3 separate regions of the Mus musculus genome follow, and all the other regions are linked to region 2. A link is a contact called in public Hi-C and HiChIP or PLAC-seq data. All regions are on one chromosome and are shown on one strand. The core of a region is the stretch at or near the end of the contact, and the rest is flanking DNA. Distances in the headings are between cores, read along the strand shown.

Region 1 (2,719 bases), core at 94-2,593, 520 kb after region 2:
TCCAGCTGCATATGCAGCAGAGGATAATTTTGTTGGGCATCAGTGGGAGACGAGGCCCTTGGTCCTGTGAAGGCTAGATGACTCAGTGTAGGGAAATGCTGTCAGTGTAGGTCAGTCTGTTGTAGTAGAAGCAGTGGGAGGGGTGATGGGATAGAGGGTTTCCAGAGGGGAAACATGGAAAGAGGATAACATTAAAAATGTAAATAAAATATCCAATTAAAAAAAAAGGGCTTTTGTGGGGAGTGAAGAGATAGCTCAGTGGTTAAGAGTACTGGCTGCTCTTGCAAAGGTCCTGGGTTTAGTTTTCAGAACCCACGTGGTGATTTAACAACCATCTCTGGTTCCAGAGGATCTGATGTCCACTTCTGACCTCTGCAGGCAATGCACACACATTGTGCTTAGGCATATATGTAGGAAAAATATCCATACACGTTACATAAAATCCAAAAACTAAAGTTGTTTTGTGTGTGTGTGTGTGTGAAACAAAAAGGACACAAAACACTTTCAAGCAAAACTGGCCATGGTAGCACGTGCTTTTAATGTCAGCACGTGGGAGACAGTGGTAGGCAGGTCTCTCTGTGAGTTCAAGGTAGCTTTAGGTCAGGCAGGGCTTCATAATGAGACCTTGTCTCAAAAAAAATTAAAAGAAATATTCAAAGAATAATTAAAATGGATGAGTAATAGTGTTACAACAAAAATTTTTTTCAAAATTAGAAAACAGAATGACCAGAAATACTGTATATTTTTTCCCTTCTGTATGGTGTCTGTGTGTACGTGTGTGTACGTGTGTGTACGTGTGTGTGTGTGTGTGTGTGTGTGTTTACAGGCCCACTTATGGAAGCCAGAAGCAGGTGTTGGGTGCCACCTCTTTCTGACTTGATCTCTTGAAGCAACATCCTTCACTGAACCCATTTTTTTTCCCCTGTAGGTTGGCAGTCATTAAACCCCAGTGATCATATTTCCATTTTGTCGTCCTTTAAGATTTAGAAATCTTGGACCACATAGCCAACTAACTGATAGCACCACACCAAAGGGAAACATCAAATATTGTGGATCCCCAAATTATCTTTTTAAAATTTCCTCCTTAAATATTGTGTCTATTTTACAAAACAAACCTAGAAACATAGCTGAGTAAGTAATTCTCCAATTAGGTTGCCCCGGCCACTCCAGAACCTGAATGGAGGAAGGTGTATGCGGTGGCAAACAAAACAAAACAACAAAATGAAGCAACAAAACAAAACAAAAACTAAAACAACTCAAGGCCACTACCATGGGAAGAACAAACCAAACCACACCCCCCCGTGCACGGCAGCGGCAGCGCTGCTTTACGGCACTCGCCCCGCCCCTTTGCTCTTCGGGGCGTGAGAAGCCGGCAAACATGGCGGCCCCCTGCTTCCTCACTCTGCGGGTGGCTACCCTGGCCGCCTTGGCGCTCTTGTCTCTCGGCAGCTCTGCCGCTGGACACATCGAGGTAGGCATCGGTGTCTGTTGAGGACCGACCCCAGGGAGGACCGTGTGACTGTGAGCGCCTCAGGTGCAGGACGCACGGCCCCTGAGGGCAGCCGCCTGCAGCGTCTTCCCTCCCCGGGCTGTGTTGTGGGATTCAGGACCGTCCGTCCTGAGGACAGGGACCGGACACAGCCTTTTAGAACGCCCTGTTAAGAGTGCGAAGCCAGCGGTGACGAGGGAGGAGGACCCGGTCCTCTGCTCCTGTGACAGGCAGGGCACGCGTGGGGACTGTCATGGCTTTGGTGTTTTGCTCCTCCGCCCTGACCTCCTCCTCCCTGAGGCTGCAGGACGTCTGGTTTCTTTACGATGCTGTTACCAGCGATTTCCCCAGCGACGCGACTTGGATTTCTAGCATTATTTTTTAGACCTGCTTGCCCGGGCGTCAGCACACACTGTAAAAACACCTCGTCCAAGTTTATCACCGAGGCTGCCCTAGTCTCCTAACTCAGCAGGGGCAGTTCTGGTTTAGTCTGTTCTCTGAGCTGAGGACGGAGTAACTTTTCAAATGCTGACCTGATCATGTCACTCAGGACCCCTTCTTGAAATCTCTTACACCTTCTTTAAATGTCTAGCTTTGTTAAGCTTTCAGTTTCACAAACCACTGGGACCCTTTTGCCATTGGCCCAATTTTTTTTTTTTTGGTCTGGAATTGTCTTTTCATCTTTTGGGTATTCGCCCAAAATGTCACTTCTGTAGGGAAACCTTCCCTTACAAAGTCATGTTCCCCTGTTACAATTACAGACCACATTTGGTGTCTTTATATATTGTGTGGTGAGTTCTTTGCTAACGTGTGTCTATTTAACTGGACAGTAATCTCTGATGAAGGCACGCACTGTGATCTGCTGTCATCCCCGACAGGATAGATGTCTAAGCATACAGTGAATCCGTAATTGTACATTGTAGTGCAGTGCATTTACATGTCCACCTGTATTAAACTCTGATGTGCTTGAGAGAAGATTGCATGCCTTTTGGTGATTTTCCTATCACCGTATTCCGTGGTGCTTGGCACGTAGAAGGTGCTCCGTTAACTAAATGTTGACTGATTAACGTTACATTGCTGCTACAGAGTTCTCAGTAAAGTTTCAATGGAGCAACAAGTTTGAGCCTAGAAAGGACGCTAGAGATTATTTAGGTCAAATCTCATTTTCTTTTGGAGAAATTCAAGCTTAAAGTGCAAACTGACTTGCCCCAGTGTCATGTACCGCTCAAT
Region 2 (2,941 bases), core at 408-2,907:
GTTTGAAGGACTTCTAATTAGGGAAATCTGGTGTTTAAATGCTATAAACAAGGGGAAAACAGTATGTTTCCATAGCCACCGTGACTTAAAAGACATTAGGGGAAGAATAATGCAAAAGAACTTTAGTCTGTTTTAACACTTGAAAACCCCAGAACTCACGTGAACTAATGCATGGTTGCCGCTGCTGCTGACTGACAATTTCAAACTCCTACTTTATGGCCACATTTACGACATTTATGGACATTTATGGAGATGCTGGACAAAATTCGGAATGGTAAAAGGAGATTCTCAAAGGCTACTGAGCTCACTGAGTCCTGATCTCAGAAGGCAAGAAAAAAAGTATGGCTGAGGGAAAGGGCAGCTGTCATGCTTCCTCTTCAGCCACATAGTAAAATTTCCAAAAGAAATAGTTAACTAAAACAAACTCAGTCATTGTTCCAACTAGGTGGCCATTTTGGGTTAGAGAAGGAGAGGGAGGGCGGGAGGGCGGGGGGGGGGGGGGAGGAAGAGAGGGAGGGAGAAAGAGAGAGAGAGAGAGAGAGAGATCTTGTTCTCCTGGCACAATATTAACTGTTTATAATTAAGCTAAAAACTTGTTCTGGTATTTTATGACATCAGGGAAATTCTTTCCTCTCTAGGCAGATTGCCAAAAACAACTAGAAGCTAAATGCCTGTGCCTTCTGCTTCTACGACACACCACTCCGTCTTGTTCAGTTTCAACTAGCGTCGCTCTAAAAGGACAAAAAACTTCTTGTTTTTCTAAATAAAACATAAATGGCCCAGAATTTGAATTGCCGATCTTAAAATTTTAAGTGACTGAAGATTCTATTAATTCTGGCAATAAAATCATTAAAAACAAAACAGGTTGCATAAGACTTTTAAACAATTCATTCACAGGCATGAGAATTTAAGGTTTCTTTTAAAATATAAAATGCTAAAACAATAAGTCTAACAGGAGAATATGAATAATACAATATTCTAAGAAAAAAACCCACAAAGACAAACATGACATTTCATTCATAGCTCATTCAAATAATCAAGGATTAAACCTTAGTTTTAACCTGTTATTTTTCTTTTTATTTTAGTATGTCTGATGTTCTCATGTAACGATAACCAGAAGGCTGAGAGAGAGAGAAAAAAAAAAGCTACGATTCAGACACTGCCAAAGGTACAGAAATATGCAGCTTACCTTCTTCGCCAAACTGATCATATATTTCTCTCTTTTTAGGATCACTCAGTACTTCATACGCTTCTGCGACCTCTTTAAATTTTTCCTCTGCTTGAGGAGATTTGTTCTTGTCCGGGTGAAATTTGAGGGCTTGCTTTCGGTAAGCCTTTTTAACATCTTCATCTGTAGCTCCTTTGTCAATTCCCAAAATGTGATAATAGTCTTTCCCCATTTCGAATGCCTTGAAATGAACTTAGATTTCCCTTTGTAAAAGAAAACAGCGTCCCCAGGCTTAGCAACACAATGATCCTGAGAAAATAAAGCAAGCTGGGTATCTTACAAGTTAAAGCAAATCAGCAACTCGGCTCAGCTGTCCAGAGGCAGCAGGCAGCGTCTCTATTTAATTCCTCCCCGGCAGCTCACTTACAGATAAATAGACACCGCACGGAGACGGCCTCAGCTAGACCCTCCCACTTCAACTACGTGTCTCTGTACTTTCTAGAACAGCGAACGAACGAACGCTACAGGACGTCACTTTCCCAGCGGCCTCTAGGCAAAGTACTGAGCTGTGCCTCTCCTCCTCCACGATTAACTATTCCCTTTCCTTCGTCCTAGCTGTACCCTTTTATTTCCTGTGGATTTAGCAAACCAGCACAGAATGCCGCAACTACATATACATTTACTCCATTAGAGGTAAAAAGGCAACAGAAATAATTATAGCCATTAGGCATCCCATGTTAAACTGATTATACAGTCAGAAAAGCCCTCAACTTACAGTAGGTATTCTAACTTCAATTTCAAGTTACCTAGCTATAAAATGTGCAGAACTAAAATATGAGGTGTTTACATTTAAAATCTTCAAATAATTTGGGTCATTTTCAAAATTTCTGGGGTCTATCGATCTGAAAAGTGAGGGAGCCACTATATAAAATGTCACATGGTAAAAGGACTGTTATAACATTGAAAAGCAGTATTTTAACATAAATAGGTGACTTAAGAATGGTTTTAACTAGGGGTTCTTTTTTTTGGAGGGGGGATAATACTTAATAAACCATTCCTTATCACAATGAAACGGAAAAGCCCATTCTGAGGGGGTCTTTATACTGCAGGGAATGTAGGGGAGAGAGGATCAGATTCCAGCACGCTCAGGTCAGTGTAACTGTCACCCGGGACCAGTTTACGGCCTGGATGGATTAGTTAGGAGAGGCAGTTAGGTAACAAGTTCCTTCAAAACACATTTCCCCTAATTTTAAGTATTTACTTGTTGACAAAGATTTTTTTGAAACAAGTGGGGGGGGGTTTTCTCCCTATCTTTTTAGTATTCCCTTGTAATATTAGTATATTTCATACCTTTAAAAAACATTTGTTGCGATTTGTTGTAATTTTTTAAATCAACAGTTTTAATCATTTTACATTTATATGTTATCTGATGCTTTCCTTCTTTAAAAATGTATCTTGAATAGATGAGAAATATTTTGAATGTAAATAACTCATCTTTTATCTCTTTTGTGGGTTTTCAATCTGTACCAGCTGGCTTTGTGTGTCAACTTGACACAAGCTGGAGTTATCACAGAGAAAGGATCAGGATCAAACATTTCTTTTTCACATTCCATGTCCCAAAGACCATGGGGAAGTTAACATCAGCAGTCATCATGAGAGTGCGACTCTGAAAGTGCATATGCCATCACACTCACCTATAAATATCTACCTGCTAATACAGGTGTAGGGGGTAGACTTGAGAGAGACTATGAAGAGAAGAGAAACTACAATTAG
Region 3 (3,067 bases), core at 196-2,695, 740 kb after region 2:
GACACGCTGCGGAGCCAGCTCCTCACGCAACCATGTTTATTGCGTGCCCGCTGGCCTGGAGTGCAGAAGTAACTCCTATTAAATTAGCAATCAAGCAAAGCAAAGCTTGAGTCACAGAACAACCCAAAGCACAATGGGATGAACGTGGTGACGGCCAACTCCTTGAGTGCTGTGTATAGCTTTTAAATGTTACCTACAAATTTATAATGTCCCTGATTAGCTTGAAATGTCAAAATCGTAGCTGAAGACCCCACAGAGGATTTCTAAAGGGCGAGGTGCCTTTCCTTTCTTTCTTTTTCTTTTTGCTTTGCTTTCTTCTTTTCCCTCCTCTAGATTCGTCAGAACTAGCTAGCAAAAGCTCCCCGCTTAGCCTGCTAATGACTATCAGAAATATTCACAGTGTTCCCTGGGTTTCTTCTCTTCTCGCGTGGTCAGGCTTTAACATGCAGTCCTTAGTCTCAGCCTAATTACTCACATTTGAAGCGGGAACCTCACATCTGTCACAAAGCTCTTAGGCCACTTTTAGGAAGGCCTTGCTGTCAACAACAGGAAGTGGGAGGAGGGGTTGGGGGTGGACTCTCTTATCTCAGACAATATGTGGAATTGCACCTGACTGACAAAGCCACTGAAGAAGCTGGTGATAATATTATTACAGTAGCTACCATATGTCTTACATCAAATGCGGCTCTAGCTTTATCATTTTCACTGGGGCTCTCTAGAAGGAGATGGGAGAGAGCTGCCGCAGAGATCTGGCTCTCCACTGAAATGCAGGCTTCCTGCTCCTCTATAAAGGAAACAACTAAAACTCCATTTGCATCAAGAACCGAGAGCCCTAGGTTAATTACAGGTAAGGGTATGTTTACATTCCCCAGGGCTAGCTACTGACAGGTTTTATTTCTGAGGGAAAAAAAAAAATGCTGCTGCAGTTTGACTAAATCCACAGGTCTTTTTTTTTTTTTCCACTCTTAAAATTCTGTGTGGCCGAAAGGAACCCATCACTCAAAGATCTTTCAAAGGTAACCTGGAAAACCTTCATTTTCCAGAGTCTGAATGCAGTTAGAGAACCCAAAGTTCAGACCCGGAAGCCTAAACAAAAGAAGACATGGGAGGTCGATACCTTTGTGAGGCTCAAAAGAGGGCGGGTGGCCTCGGGGCATGATGATGGTGACATAATCGGCCAATTAAAACCTTGAGACAAAGTCTGAGCCATACAGGTGCAGAGCCCAGGATGCTGTGAGCTAAGACTAGTCAGCCGGACAATAGTATCAAAGAGCTAACTTCCCAGGTGGGTAACATGCTTGCTTTGAAAGGACCAGGACACGTGCTAGATCCCAGAACAGATGTAAAAAGTAGGGAGAGGCAATGTGCACTTGCAATCCAGCACACAGGGAGACGGAGACAGGCGGGTCGCTGGGGCTGACTAACAAACCTCTTCAAGGCCAGTGAGAGGACTTGTTACAAAGAAACAAACAAAAAGATGGGTGTTATCTGAGGTATGACTGCTAAGGTTGTCCTCTGATCGCCACATACACACACCACTTCCCACATCTGCAAGGCTTCTAGCTTCATCCCTTTCTTTTCTTTCTTCCTCCCTCTCTCCCTCTTCCCCTCCCTGCTGTGGATGGCTCTATGCTGCTTGCTCTCTCAGGACAGTAATGTACTCAGGTGGCTTCTTGTGAACCAATCCTCTAATGAATAAAGGAGCCAATCACTGGGCGAGTAGGCGGGACTTCCGGGTTGGACTGAAGAAGAGGGCAAAGCAGGAGAGAGTTAGGTCCTCTTTGGAACAGACTGCAGAGGGGTAAGGTGTAGCTGTTAGAGTTTCCCAGGCCATTGCCCACCAGCCAGCCAAGAGTTAGAGGCACAAGTGCGGGAGCATGATGGTTCTTCATTTTTTAATATTTCCCACAGCACCGCCCTCCCTCTTTTCCTCTCCCTCTTCCTCCCCTCCCTCTCTCCCTCTTTTCCTCCCCCTCTTCCTCCTCTGTCCTTCCTTTTCGCCTAGTACCAGAGGGAATGATGGATCAGCCAAGCTAACCTTAGCAACTGTCAGGGCCGTAGCTCCTCTGTAGGTTGTTAAGTTACTTCTTTAGGTTTAGATTCAGTTTTCCAAAGCCACGAACCACAGATACGATGCCACAGGCTTTCTTGCCCAGCCAGCCATGAGCTATTTAGCTGTCACTTTGTACCTGCAAGTCCCCAGGGACTCTAGATTTAGCAGTGGGAGCCAGTCTGTCTCTTGCCAGTCTCTGACCACCATCTCTGTCTCTCCTGGTGCTCACTTCTTTGCCTTTAGCACTCCTAGCCACTGACAGACATTCTCACATTGACCTGTTTGTGTAGTGATTCATGTTTGCTTCCTCACCCCCCCCCTCCCACACACACACCTGTGCACAAGCACAGCTTCGTTCTGAAGTGGCCATTCTTGTCTAGAGTGGATGAACCAAGTATCTAATCACTGAGGCAAACGGTAGCTTGTGATCTCAGGAGGCCTGGGCACTGGCTATGGATGCAGCCACTGTCAGAACACTGGCTTCACACAGATGGCCTAGACATGGGGAGTGTTTTTAATGCAGGCCATTTCTCTGGAGAAGAAATAAGACAGAAAATAATGCCAAGTTCGCCACAGGCACCTGAAGAAAAACTATTTGTCTTTGAAGGGTGTGAGGCAGAAACCATATCCAGCAAAACCTTTGTCAGATAAAACTGAAAGATAAGGTCTGCCCCCCACCCCCTTTGTTTTAATTTGTAGATAGAAACACTGGGAATTAAAAGACATTCTACTGAGAAGGTAGGTACTCTATCCTACGTAAGGAGTATCTATTCCAACGATGAGTAGTGGTATATACCTATAATCTCAGACCTTGGGAGACAAAGGCAGGGGTTTTTGGAAAAGCCAGGTCCACACGGAATTCTACATCAGCCAGCACTGAATAGGAAGACCTAATCATAAACAAACAAATAAATCTTTTGTAAGCAGAGCCCCCACCCTGTTCCATCTGAAGACTACAGTTTCCCCTTATTGTGATTACTCTAAATCAAGACATCTCAAGACCCTAGGTTTTGT

The links. Hi-C and Micro-C count contacts between places; a contact is called where the count stands out from the background. HiChIP or PLAC-seq counts read pairs in DNA pulled down with a chosen protein or histone mark.
Region 1: a contact with region 2 is called in an H3K4me3 HiChIP or PLAC-seq map of the 230-238 cell line, with 15 read pairs. The contact joins the promoter of Pigk here to the promoter of Dnajb4 in region 2. A contact is called at or near these places in 10 of 39 promoter capture datasets (the C10 cell line, the HPC-7 cell line, cranial neural crest and 5 more), 7 of 484 Hi-C or Micro-C datasets (CD4 T cells, CD8 T cells, centroblasts and 3 more), 5 of 115 datasets of contacts at active chromatin or transcription factors (the 230-238 cell line, bone marrow-derived macrophages, embryonic stem cells and 1 more) and 2 of 9 other capture datasets (adipose tissue and liver).
Region 3: a Hi-C map of CD4 T cells shows a contact between it and region 2, with 2.2 times the contacts expected there. The contact joins the enhancer-like site here to the promoter of Dnajb4 in region 2.

The regions. Positions count from the first base shown.
Region 1 is chr3:152,712,757-152,715,475 of GRCm38.p6, forward strand. It overlaps Pigk (phosphatidylinositol glycan anchor biosynthesis, class K), which reads left to right and starts at 1,344. Exons shown (of 11, transcript NM_025662.5): 1 at 1,344-1,471. The coding sequence starts at 1,379.
Region 2 is chr3:152,192,188-152,195,128 of GRCm38.p6, forward strand. Dnajb4 (DnaJ heat shock protein family (Hsp40) member B4) reads right to left here and starts at 1,658. Exons shown (of 3, transcript NM_025926.5): 1 at 1,190-1,658. The coding sequence starts at 1,400.
Region 3 is chr3:152,928,271-152,931,337 of GRCm38.p6, forward strand. All of the region lies in intron 2 of St6galnac5 (ST6 (alpha-N-acetyl-neuraminyl-2,3-beta-galactosyl-1,3)-N-acetylgalactosaminide alpha-2,6-sialyltransferase 5), which reads right to left. The region is part of intron 2 of Gm46830 (a long non-coding RNA gene); the gene reads left to right. Among named protein-coding and RNA genes, the nearest start is that of Gm46830, 30 kb to the left of the region's middle. Within about 2 kb of position 1,446, at least 82 of the 459 cell types and tissues checked have an H3K27ac peak or open chromatin away from gene starts, as enhancers often do.